Linked DNA regions of Danio rerio: region 1 is linked to region 2. Evidence: chromatin contacts called from public HiChIP or PLAC-seq data. All regions are on one chromosome and are shown on one strand. The core of a region is the stretch at or near the end of the contact, and the rest is flanking DNA. Distances in the headings are between cores, read along the strand shown.

The links. HiChIP or PLAC-seq counts read pairs in DNA pulled down with a chosen protein or histone mark.
Region 1: a contact with region 2 is called in an H3K4me3 HiChIP or PLAC-seq map of gastrula embryo, with 3 times the contacts expected there. The contact joins the promoter of tmem251 here to the promoter of si:dkey-177p2.18 in region 2. A contact is called at or near these places in 2 of 4 datasets of contacts at active chromatin or transcription factors (embryo and gastrula embryo).

The regions. Positions count from the first base shown.
Region 1 is chr20:29,806,012-29,808,875 of GRCz12tu, reverse strand. It overlaps tmem251 (transmembrane protein 251), which reads right to left and starts at 1,466. Exons shown (of 2, transcript NM_001033746.2): 1 at 1,363-1,466. itpk1a (inositol-tetrakisphosphate 1-kinase a) reads left to right here and starts at 2,862. Exons shown (of 11, transcript NM_213017.1): 1 at 2,862-2,864.
Region 2 is chr20:29,721,764-29,724,513 of GRCz12tu, reverse strand. It overlaps si:dkey-177p2.18, which reads right to left and starts at 1,305. Exons shown (of 16, transcript XR_012395746.1): 1 at 1,212-1,305; 2 at 941-1,005; 3 at 677-767; 4 at 349-407. sel1l (SEL1L adaptor subunit of SYVN1 ubiquitin ligase) reads right to left here. Exons shown (of 21, transcript NM_001045164.1): 21 at 2,394-2,750.

The DNA.
Region 1 (2,864 bases), core at 217-2,716, 84 kb before region 2:
GAAAAACAAAGACAAATCTGAGGTAAAGTTGGTTTTATATTCACATATTCGTGCAGTGATAACTTGTGACACAGTTCCTATATTGTTTACTTTGAATAGTCGGTCAGAAATAGCATAGAAGTATGACTTCAAAAACAGCATTAGCTCTAGGGATGCTCCGATCGATCGGCCAAAGATAATCACATTTCATGACTCGATCTGCAATTGCCAGTTACTCAAGAGTTGATCGCAGGGGGTTTGTTTATGACTTTACAAGCAGAGGTAGATGCACATGCGCTCCTATATATTATGCATAGCCTACAGCAGCCACAACAGGAGGTGCCTGATGCGATCTTTTAACAGCAACTAAAATACACAGAGATGCGGTGCGACCTCTGTTCATTGTAAAGATGTATTCGATTTTCTAGATCTGCATTTTAACTTGTTATGCATCAAATATCCGCTCCAAACTTTTTCATGATTGAGACGTTGAATTCTCCTTTCATCATTTGCAGTGTTTCCAAAATGCATTGTTTGTCATTTTTATTACTAATTTTTGTGGTGGTACATTCTGCTGTGGCGACCCCTGACAAATACGGGAATAAGCCGAAGTAAAATGAATGAATGAATTATTTTCTGTAAATCTGCTTCTGGCCATGACATGTTCATACCTAAATAGTTATAAGAGAATTGTTTAAGGTATTATATGCAGCATCCTTCATTTATTTTCATTAAGTTCATACTTAGAGGAATCATACTTATTAAAAAGCTTAAAGCATTAGAATCTGTACTCTGTATCGGCTGATCACCATAACAAGGAATTAGGACTAAATATCGCCTGCAAAAATCCTTATCGAAGCATCCCTAACGTTAATCAGCAATATTTACTTGGCTCTGCACAATGATGTAATTTGATATTCTCTGGCTGCTAATATGAGTTTCCTGTTTAGAATTTGCAAAGAATACTTTTCTAAAAGTATAATATTAGGGAGAAAGTTTGAATGTGCAAATATAAAACCAATTTTGCCCCAGTATGAATAGAAGTCATGTGATCAATGGTTTCAGGACATAAAAATGAAAACAATTTTCACTGAATCTACAAGTAAACAGAAACTCGAATGGTGAACAATTAATTGCACATTAAAAACAGCTTTCCTAAAAGTTGTACGAAACAAGTTTCTAGACTAATTAATACAATCTAGCAGGAAACATTTGGAAAAAATATTCCAAAGAGGAAGTGTTTCCAGCTCAATAACCTCGCAAACACACACACACACCATCTGGAGATTTCTCAAAGCTGTTAACCAGCACTGGTGTGTCATTAAACCTCGACACGCCTCCGTCCTATAGATTACCACATGGTTTTCACTCATTGTTACTTACTGTAATTACACGATCAATCCATTTTGCTCGGTTTCCTAGAAAATTTGTTCCTCAAGCCAAAGCACACAGCGTCGGTTTGTCACAGGGTTGTTGTCATAGGACTCACTTCCTGGAATGTCTACATCCGGGAAGTTCCCATGAATCTTCGAGGACTTTATGATTAACCTAGCAAAGGACTTTACCGCCCTCGTGAGCATGTCTGTGGTACAAACTAGACTGCGATGAACACTCCACTACTGTATAGTATTACACTGCCTTGGACAATGATTTTAAACATTTACCCCCATTTTTTATTTTGCTTGCAATTGAATTTGTGTTGTGTCATATAATAGCACTGGTATATTATGGATCATGACTTGTCCTGATTGGTTTATCTGTATAAAAACAGACTTACAACACAGTTTATGATAGGTCTGGTTGATATGGCAAAAATGCAGTTTCGCTAATTATTTTCCATATTGAATGATAACCATATATATTTTGATATTTTTTGTCAATGGTTTCAGATTTAAAGGAGTAGGCTAATACATCAATGACTGAAGCCATAAAAATTAGATGTAACTAATTAGAGTAACTTAGATCTCTAATATCAACACAGTTTTAAATACCCATTGTTGCACATTACAGCTGTGTGATTGGCTCTTATATCAATATAGAGTAAAAAAAAGTCCAGAATATTGTTATTGACATCAATTTTATCGTTTATCGGCCTAGCCCTAATAGAGAATAAATAAATATATTTTTACTGAAAACCAAGAGTGAACCTTTATTCAGCTATTTCTTTGACATTTGAATTTAATGAAGTAATTATTAATTAAAAAAAAAAATTACACCAAAACTGTGATACAATTAAAACTGCACATGCCAGTAGAATGAATTGTAATAAAAACATGCTGTAACTGTCCCAATTCTGTCAATCCTGATTAAACTGTCTGTTAGGGAGATACAATAGCTTTGCTTGGTAACTTAACTTAAAGCTAAGAAAACTGTGGTTTCAATTATACAAATGAATAATGTTTCATGAAAACAGATTAGACAGTATGAGAAATTTTCTGAACATTAAAAAATTACCATTTTACCTAAAAATGAGTTTTATACTGAAGCACTTGAAATGGATGATTTCTCTCAGATTGAAGGAGGGTCTAACTGAGAATATATAGTATGAATGTTGTCACTCTAGCTTATTCTTGAATGGAGCAATTCGTCTGCCCCATGCATCCATCCCAGTCATTGATCCCTCCATGTGCCTGTATAATGTTTTATTAACACAATAAAAGAAGTTTTTTATAATAAAAAACTTATTACGTCCAATCACAAGTCTACACTTACTTTCATTTACATAGTTCCTGTGAAACATTTCAACTTTGGCACGACACAATAGAATGAATGAATTAATGAATGAACGTTGCCTCTAGCTAACATCCCGCAGTTAACATCCCGCCTCTGAAAGGGTGTGTCTTGGCAAATAAGTTTCGTTGCTGTCCAAGTGGCCAATCAACATT
Region 2 (2,750 bases), core at 56-2,555:
AATCATGGATGTCTGGAAGGTGAATAAACTAACAGCAAATTTCAGCATGTGCCGGTAAAGTAGGTTTTTGACACATGAATGCCGGTTTAAGCTGGTTCTGACCAGTACATGACCAACAAATAACCAGCTTCAACCAGCAGCCATGAGTCAAAAACTACCTTACCAGCAGCATATGCTGTTTGTTTCAACAGGGTTGTATTTTTGGGTGATCATCTCTTTTAGGTTTCTGGATTTTGCCTATTGACTGTGATGACAATACAGTGTGGCATAAATTCGATTGTCAGATAACAAATTAGAGTTACATTCAGCAAGAAATATAAAAAATAAAGAGTAAATTATCACACTCACAGTCAATGAATCTCCAAGAGCAGCAATCACTTTTATATCTGCTGCTCTCACCAGCTCAACTACAGCAGAAATTAGATGATTAGAACAGCAAAAAAGATGATCATAGAGCAAATGTTTATCTACACATTGTCTATTTACCTGTGCTACAACTGGACCTATCATTCATCAGTGATAAACATGATTGCCAAAGGTAAAACGCCTCAAAATTTCCCCTGCATGACTAGCACTGACAGCTTGTATAATCACATTTTATCATATTGACTTCACTGACACATTGTCTGTATTCATCACACAATGTGGGCACAGCACTGACCCTACAGCAGCCTACCTGAGGTGGGCACAGAAGAGGAGGGGCTCATGTCAGGACACATGAAAAGTGGATGTTTGAAACTGATTGGCCTGGTCTTCTCAGGAAACTCCTGTAACAAAATAACACGAAAAACTGATGTTTTTTGTGTGTGACATCACATCCTGACAACATAAATATTAGGCAAGTCATAACCAGAGCAGTGAAATGTTTACAATGTGATGTAAGGTTATATCCATAGACTCAAAAGCATACTGGCATGACAAAGCACAAAAACACACACACCTTCCTAAGAGCTTCCTCACTGTAGTGACTGAGTCCTTCTTCATATTCCAGCCTCCACTCGTCTCCTTGGGGAAAACATTAAAATCCATGAGTCCTCTAGACTTCAGAATCGAAATGTGACACAGGCCAGCCTCTATTGATCCATAGATACACATAGACCTTTAACTTCTTGATCAATATCAACTCCCTGCATCCCAGGTCAATCTCAACATGTAACATAAGCCCTGCGCTCCAGCTTATCTTACTAGCTCTTGATGCTTCTAGCACTTACCTTCGACAGGACAGAGGGCTAGCAAATAGGTTGCCAGGGCAATGAAAAGCCACTCCATGGTGGAGCGTTTCCAAGCGGTTAGCACAATGGATGTGCGTGCAGAGAGAACGGGGCCATTATATCTCTGCCCCTTTGTCTCCCCCACCCAAAACAGCTGAGTGACAAAGTTCAGGCCCACTGACATAAAGCATGATCCCGGTGCACATGCAACTGCCAGGGGACTGGTGACCATTCACAACTTCACAGAGCTTCAGTGGAAACCATGGTGCACTGAGGCCTGGGAGAAACAAAACCTCTGCTGAAATAAAGATGGTGTCCATGCTGGATGTTTGTTTGGACTGAATAACATTTGTTGGTCTGAGAATATAGGAATGAACATTCGTTGACTCCGTTGTTTGTTTTATTTGTTTTTAGAAACTTTGCTATTTGAAAATGTAATTATGTCTCCTTTTGTTTAGATTCATCCACTGTTATTTCAGTATTATAAGAAGTCTGATTGACATAGAAGAATGTAAGACTTTCAAAGTTTCAAACCACTGCTGAATTGTAAGAATTAAGTCGACCGGCTAATGCATCTTAGCATGAAACACATCCCGTTCACATATTACAGATTTTTGTTAAACACCAAACTTTGTGGTATTGCTATATTATCTGACATGACAGACACGTCGCCAAATGATCAAATATTCTACACATGCTCACAATTTCAATGATGCAACATTTTTCCTCTGGAAAAGGAGCTAAAACTGAAATACAGCACACAAACAGAAACATCCCAAAGTACATGATTCAGCTCCAGGATGATAGACTTCACAAACCTTACATGATGATCATCAAAAATAGTTCTGGAGGACTTTCAGTGTCTTGATTTTAAAACAAAGAAGCATAAAGGTGTCTCGTAATACAGAAAAAAAATTGCATTACAGCCCAAGCAACCCATTCAACAATTAATATAATGTATGCAGAGGAATTTATACTCCATTTTGGATATTTTTGGAAGATGACTGCCGCAAAATTAGGTTTGAGGCTCAGCATTTTGAAACACACCTGACAACAGTCATAATTGCTTTCAGTCTTTACCAGAAACACCCAACAGATGTATTTGTAACATTAAAAGTAAGTGTTGGGCAGCAGTCACCGCAATGATTTGGCAGGGTGAGCATTTATGGCAATAACATTAGATTACCTATACCATGTCATTTATTCATTTGTAATTATGCAGGTTTTCATCAAGACAGTGAAATTTACATCTGTGTGTCGGTGAAAACTACTTTTGCCAAAATACTGACATTATAAATAATTGCTGGACTGAAAAAAGCAAAAATATCCAATATTAGCCACTGAATGCAAAGCATGCTTAAATTATGAACTTTTTACATTTCAAATTCAAAGCAAACCCATCTTGCATCTCAAAGAGGCATGGTGTCCAATTCTTTTTTACAAATTTAACACTACCAAAAACAGTAACACAAAAAAAAAAATCCTGGGATGGGTTGCACAAAAAAAAAGTTCCTTGGCTTTTAGCACAGTGGCAAACAA